Regions from separate parts of the Danio rerio genome. Here region 2 is linked to region 1. The links are chromatin contacts, called in public HiCAR-type maps. All regions are on one chromosome and are shown on one strand. The core of a region is the stretch at or near the end of the contact, and the rest is flanking DNA. Distances in the headings are between cores, read along the strand shown.

The links. HiCAR-type assays count read pairs that join an accessible place to other places.
Region 2: a contact with region 1 is called in a HiCAR-type map of caudal fin, with 4 times the contacts expected there. The contact joins two enhancer-like sites. A contact is called at or near these places in 1 of 18 Hi-C or Micro-C datasets (caudal fin) and 1 of 4 datasets of contacts at active chromatin or transcription factors (caudal fin).

Annotation. Positions count from the first base shown.
Region 1 is chr13:22,606,410-22,609,396 of GRCz12tu, reverse strand. No RefSeq gene overlaps it. Among named protein-coding and RNA genes, the nearest start is that of rab11fip2, 150 kb to the left of the region's middle. Within about 2 kb of position 1,451, at least 2 of the 62 cell types and tissues checked have an H3K27ac peak or open chromatin away from gene starts, as enhancers often do. A contact at or near this core is called in caudal fin, where this site is marked.
Region 2 is chr13:22,836,024-22,839,010 of GRCz12tu, reverse strand. No RefSeq gene overlaps it. Among named protein-coding and RNA genes, the nearest start is that of fam204a, 75 kb to the left of the region's middle. Within about 2 kb of position 1,505, at least 2 of the 62 cell types and tissues checked have an H3K27ac peak or open chromatin away from gene starts, as enhancers often do. A contact at or near this core is called in caudal fin, where this site is marked.

The DNA of each region.
Region 1 (2,987 bases), core at 202-2,701:
ATAAGAAGCTATACAATATTATATTTGTGCTTATACATTAGATTAGTCAGTACTGAAGCCAAATCAGGAGAATATCTAACAAAACAACTTACGATAACAGTCCAAAAACTAGTACACCCGAATTTATGTTAAAGAAAAATAATTATTAAAATTTTTGAAAAGAGGAAAATCAGAGAAGCAAACAAATGGAAAGTTTTTGCTAAAAAATATGTAGGTTGTGATTTTTTATTTTTTTTGCTATATTTTTCTAGAATTTAAATGTATTATCTTTTAATTTCCAAGGTTGCATTAATTCGATCAAAACTACAGCCAAAACAGCAATATCATTAAATGTCATTGCAATGTAAAATCATGTTTTTTTTTCCAATTAAATTTACTATAATAATGCCTCTTGTACATTGTCATATTATTTTTTGGAAAAACCCTGTGTTATTAAATTATAAATAGAAAAAAAAAAAAATATATATATATATATATATATATATATATATATATATATATATATATATATATATATATATATATATATATATATATATATATATATATATATATAAACATCTAAAACATCTATAAAACAACAATAAACCTTAAAGGCAGCATTTGCAATTGGTACTGTATATATGTGGTGTGTGTGTGTGTGTGTATACTGTTTTATGGGGACATTACTTCATTCATTCATTCATTTTCTTAGTTTCTTTTTGGCTTAGTCCCTTTATTAATCTGGGTTCGACACACAGTGGAATGTACCACCATTGCCAAAACATAATGATGGAAAAAATAAAATGAAGTTATTTTGTAGACAGTAATTTCTATGCATGTATTTTTTATCCTAACCCTAAACCACCTTATCGGAAAACATTTAGCATTTTTACATTTTCATAAAAATATACCTTTAAAAGTTTATAAGTTTTAAGAAATAATCCAAAAATATATATGTGCAAACAGTATATGGGTGATATTCTGTATCATTTAGCTATTTTGTTTTTTCAGATCATCTTGATTACAAATGCAGCAGTGAATAACCCTTAAACCCACTTTCGAAAATAAATTCTTTGTTTTCAAAGATTCTTGCCTTCACAAACTCGAATCATTCTACCTCGCCTGAAGATGACTGAGGAATCAGGCACAATTATTAGGCAATTAAGGAAATTGTTTGTCAATTGTTGCATCTCGGTGTCAAACACAATGGCACTCGTTAATTAATTTAATCTTAATTAGTAGCTGGTGCTGGCTCACCATCAAAAAAAAATGATATGGACTCAGTGCTGGTTTCAGACATCATTATGTGTAAGATGATAACAACATATCAGCTACTACTAATGTTGGGGTTTTGTTCATGACAAGGCGGTTTGTGTTTCTGTAATTACAAACTCAGCTCGAGTGTTCCAATGTGCTGGAAAAAAAAAGTGAAAGAAAAAACAAAACAAAACCGAGGGGCAAGGCATTCCCAGCACGCCTACATTTGATCTGCGTTACCACCAGATTGCTTAACACTGCGCTGCTCTACTGTCAGACAGTTCAAGTCTATTTTGAGGAGGATCGATTATATTTTCCTGAGAAAATTGTGTGCAGTTGGAACCACAGTGTAGCTGGAGGCTGAACATTATGCAAAGAGGCAGTAACCCAACAAAAGAGTTTTTTTTTTCCTCTCCTTTTTTTTTCTTGTTTGAAGGGTCAGGTTGGGGAGCTCTTCTGATGGAGAAGAGAGTGGAGAATCTTGGCTTCTGGATTTATCTGGTGAGCGAAGCGTGAGGCACTTCTCTCCCTCTTCCCTCCATTTCTCCTCTATCTCTGGCACCAAACTTATCACAATAATGTTGAGTAAGATCGTTTTTGGCTTGTGCCTGACAAACTGATATAAATTTCAATCTGACTCTGACAGAAGTTTTCATTTTGCCAGGAGTGCAAAAAGAGTTAAGGGGAGAGACCGTATACACATTATGTGGATACATGCAGTAGCTTTAACAGTGGGAGGGAAAGTTTTTATTGAGGTCTAAATGAGATTTTTACTATTAAATTGATCTACACTGCTGATTTTTATGAATGTTTTGTACTTTATTTTTAAGATAATACTTAATTTTGATGGTCTCATTTAGATGATATGTTGATGTAAGCATCTACAGTACATGTCAAGTACTAATGTTACTACACTGTAAATATTAATTAACAGCTGATTGCATCTTATAAAACATGAGTGTCTTTTATGTGTCATTTATTTATGCCCTCAAATTGCACAATGTAACATTTATCTATGCTTATTTATATCTTGTTTATTTTGATGACTTTCTGCTGGCAAGTAAAAGCAGGCAAACTTAGCTTTTCCTTTAAAAATACATACAGATAACATTGCAAACAAATATATTATTTACTATTCAAAAATATTTATTTCTCATGCCAGGTCAGTAGTTGGCGATGTTGCTTTGTGAAGAACACCCAACATTAGCTCATTCTGAAAACTCTATATAGGCTCAATGTAGGCTCTATATACAAACTATATAGAGCAGTATGACGCAGTTCCTTTTAGTGCTTACCAGCTGACTGCCTACCTTCATACGGATGGCTTCTTTGCTATTACCAGTTTGCCAGGCAGCTCAAGAGATCTGAAAAAGCATACACGTCAGACTCTGGTGGATTCACGAAAACAAAAACTGCAAATAATGTAGCTCCTGGGATTTGGCACTATCCAGACATTTATATAGCGCATATACATTTTTAAAATGAGCCTGGGTTGGAAACACCACTTACCTATTTTGTACTCTGCTGTTATCATTGGTTTTCATAAGCCTGCAGACTGAACACATGATGCATCCCTGCAGGCACAGTACGTCAACATGCATCATATTGACATTGCACCCCAACATACCCTAAAGTTGTTGGGACATTAGATTTTGTTTGGAAATGAAAATCGGGTTGACGTCAGAACCCAACGTCAGTCCAATGTCCATGTCCAATGTCCAAACTACAATTAACCTAAAATCAACCAA
Region 2 (2,987 bases), core at 256-2,755, 230 kb before region 1:
TAATTTACCTTGTGGCTTTATTTAACACAATAACATTTGTTTCTTCATTCAATGAGCAATACTTGTTCTGATGAAAGCTCTAAGATCAGTTTCTTTACTTGCCCAGTGCATATGTTACATATAAATACTAAAGGTCATTGAAATATTTAGGTTCCAACTGCAACAGTAATGAAACAGGTTTTTAAAGGCATAGTTCATCCAAAAACGAAAATGTGCTCACTATTTACTCACACTCAAGAGGTTCCAAAGCTTTATTAGATTCTTTAGTATATCAACTACAAAAAAGATAGTTTTAAGAAAGCTGAAAACCTGTAACATATGATAAACAAATACTATGGAAGTCAATAGTTAAGTTTTTGGTGTTCTACAGAAAAAGAAAAAAAAACTCAAAGAGGTTTAAAACAAGTGAAAGGGTATTACTATAATTGATGACAGCATTTTGTTTTTGGGTGAACTATCACTTTAGCACGTTGACTGTTAAAATAATTCAAAGAATGAATGGTTTACACACACAGCATTGTTGGTTTACATTAAAATAAAATAAAATAATCATCTTGCACTAATTCACTTGATTTTGGTTTTGTTGTAAAAAAAAAAAAAAAAAAAACATTTTAAATAAGAATCTGAAATATTTCATGGCATATTTAATAAAAATAAAGATGATTTAGTATTTAGAGATGTTTAGTTTTAAGTTTTTAAATAAATTGGTCTTACACTTCAAATTTTCAAATGTTTCATTGTATATGCATTAATTATTTTCTTTTACCATAAACCAACATATCAACCAACCGTTTAGTAGAGGTTGATATTTTAGAAATTATGGTATGTGTTGGAAAAAAATGCATTGAGTGTGTTAACTATAGGGACATTAGGAGTTAAGAACTGCAATCCTTTTTTTTGGTGGGGCTGCCATGGTTAAGATTTGCTCAAATAAGTAAACTTTGTACAAGTTGATTTTTTCAAGTTCTAAATGATTTTTTGGCTTGGGTTTAATTTGGCTAAATTAAGTTGAAATAGCATTGTTCAAGTGTATGAAAATGTGTCTCCAGTTAGACCAAGGATTTTATTCTTTGAGTGTCGGTCATTCTGAAGGCCACATCTCACACACAGATGTTTATTTCAACCCGAAAAAAAAGACAGCAAAAAATGCATCGAGGAACAGGTGGAGCACTTCTGGAGCACAGGTTCTCTGGGAAAGAGATATTCTCTTTCACTAGCATGTGTGTGCCAATTGCCCCTAGACGTGAATTAAATGTTCCCATCTGTAACCTTATAAGACGCAGCTTCGCTCGCAAGACCTGAGATCGATTTTGTGCACTTATTCTTTGAGAGGGAAAACGCAGAAGAAGCTCACCGGGGATCCGTTTTCAGGCGGATAATGGCATCGTGAAACAAGGGGGCAATATGGGGCAGCGCTTTCACACATTCTTACATCTTTATATCTGCATAACATGAACCATATTTACGGTCAGGAATCACAGCTGTACACACAGCAGGATCCATTCAGTCTGCTACATTTATACTGTGTGCTGTTGGTTTATTATACAAACAGCTGGACTGGAATAGATATTTTATCTCCAAGGAATCACGCATTACAGAAGTAAAAGTTTTTTTTGTATTGCAGTTTGTTTTTTTTTTTTTTTGACTTGCATTTGTAATGATAGGTTTCTGACTGACAAATGATCTTTGGCTCTGTTCCTCATGCTTGCGTAAGGAGGTTTTCAGTAAAGAGGGGGAGAGAGAGAGAGAGAGAGAGAGAGAGAGAGAGAGAGAGAGAGAGAGAGAGAGAGAGAGAGAGAGAGGTTTCGGGCTCTTCTGTGATTTTTAGATTATCATTTTAACCGGCTTCAGCCACTAGATGGGGTATGATAACCATGAAGAGATTCTTCAATACTTGCATACCCAGAGCTTTAGATCAGTGACTCCCAACTGGTTTTGCTTGAGGAGCAGCATTTTACATTGAACGTCATGGTGCGAAAAACAAATCATTTGTAAGTGTGGAGAATATTTACATTTATGAATAAAATGTAATATTATGTTTGTAAATCTATGATGAAATATTAATCGAAAATGATCAGTTTCCTCTGAATTATTGGACTTATATATGTATGGATTTAAAATTAAAATGATAATATACTTTAATACATAATAAGATTTTTAATATAAATGTCTGAAGGCTTTTCTTTCATATGGTCAATAAATTTGTTGTGATTGAAAATGAGTTATTCCATCAAATTTTACTATTTACACCAAGTTTTTTCTTACACTATAAAAAAAATCCTGGTTGTCTTATTTTTTTAAGCTAAATCAAATTAACCAGTCCATTGAACTTATATTATGTTAAACTGAGTTAAAACAGCTTGCGTAACTTATAGAATTAAGTTAGAACATGATGAACTTAGTTTAATAAGTTAAAATGAACTAACAGCATATGCTGTCATGTCTAATTGGTTATATAATTTTTTACAACTTCCTTGGGTTGCCTAAACATATTATAACATAATATAAACGCGAGAATGCATGACACTTTTTGCAAATTTCATGCAAATACAAATCTAAATAATTATAAATAATAATAAATATTTTTAATTTAATTTTATTTACTTTTTATTTTTTTTAAACCGATATGCTTAAATTCTTTACTCTTCTGTGTGCAGTTTAATTTTTTTTTTTGTCTTGTTTAGTTTTTCCACTATAACCGTCACTGTCTTTTGCACTTAGAAAGTAAAAGGAAAAAATGAAAGACATATTTCAGTTTCAGATTTTTTTTCACTGGTCTTGTTGGTGATTTATGGTTGCTTTTTCCTCAAATGAAAACGTTGCGCTTACAGTACACTGTAATAATTTTTATAGCTGTCTTTAAAGACGGGAAATTTCATAGTAAGTGGTAGACCAATAAAAGTCAATTGTAATTTACATTAACAACATGATAACCGGTCTGTTTTTTCTGTCCTTGAAATGTGGTGACATACTAGTTTGACATGTTG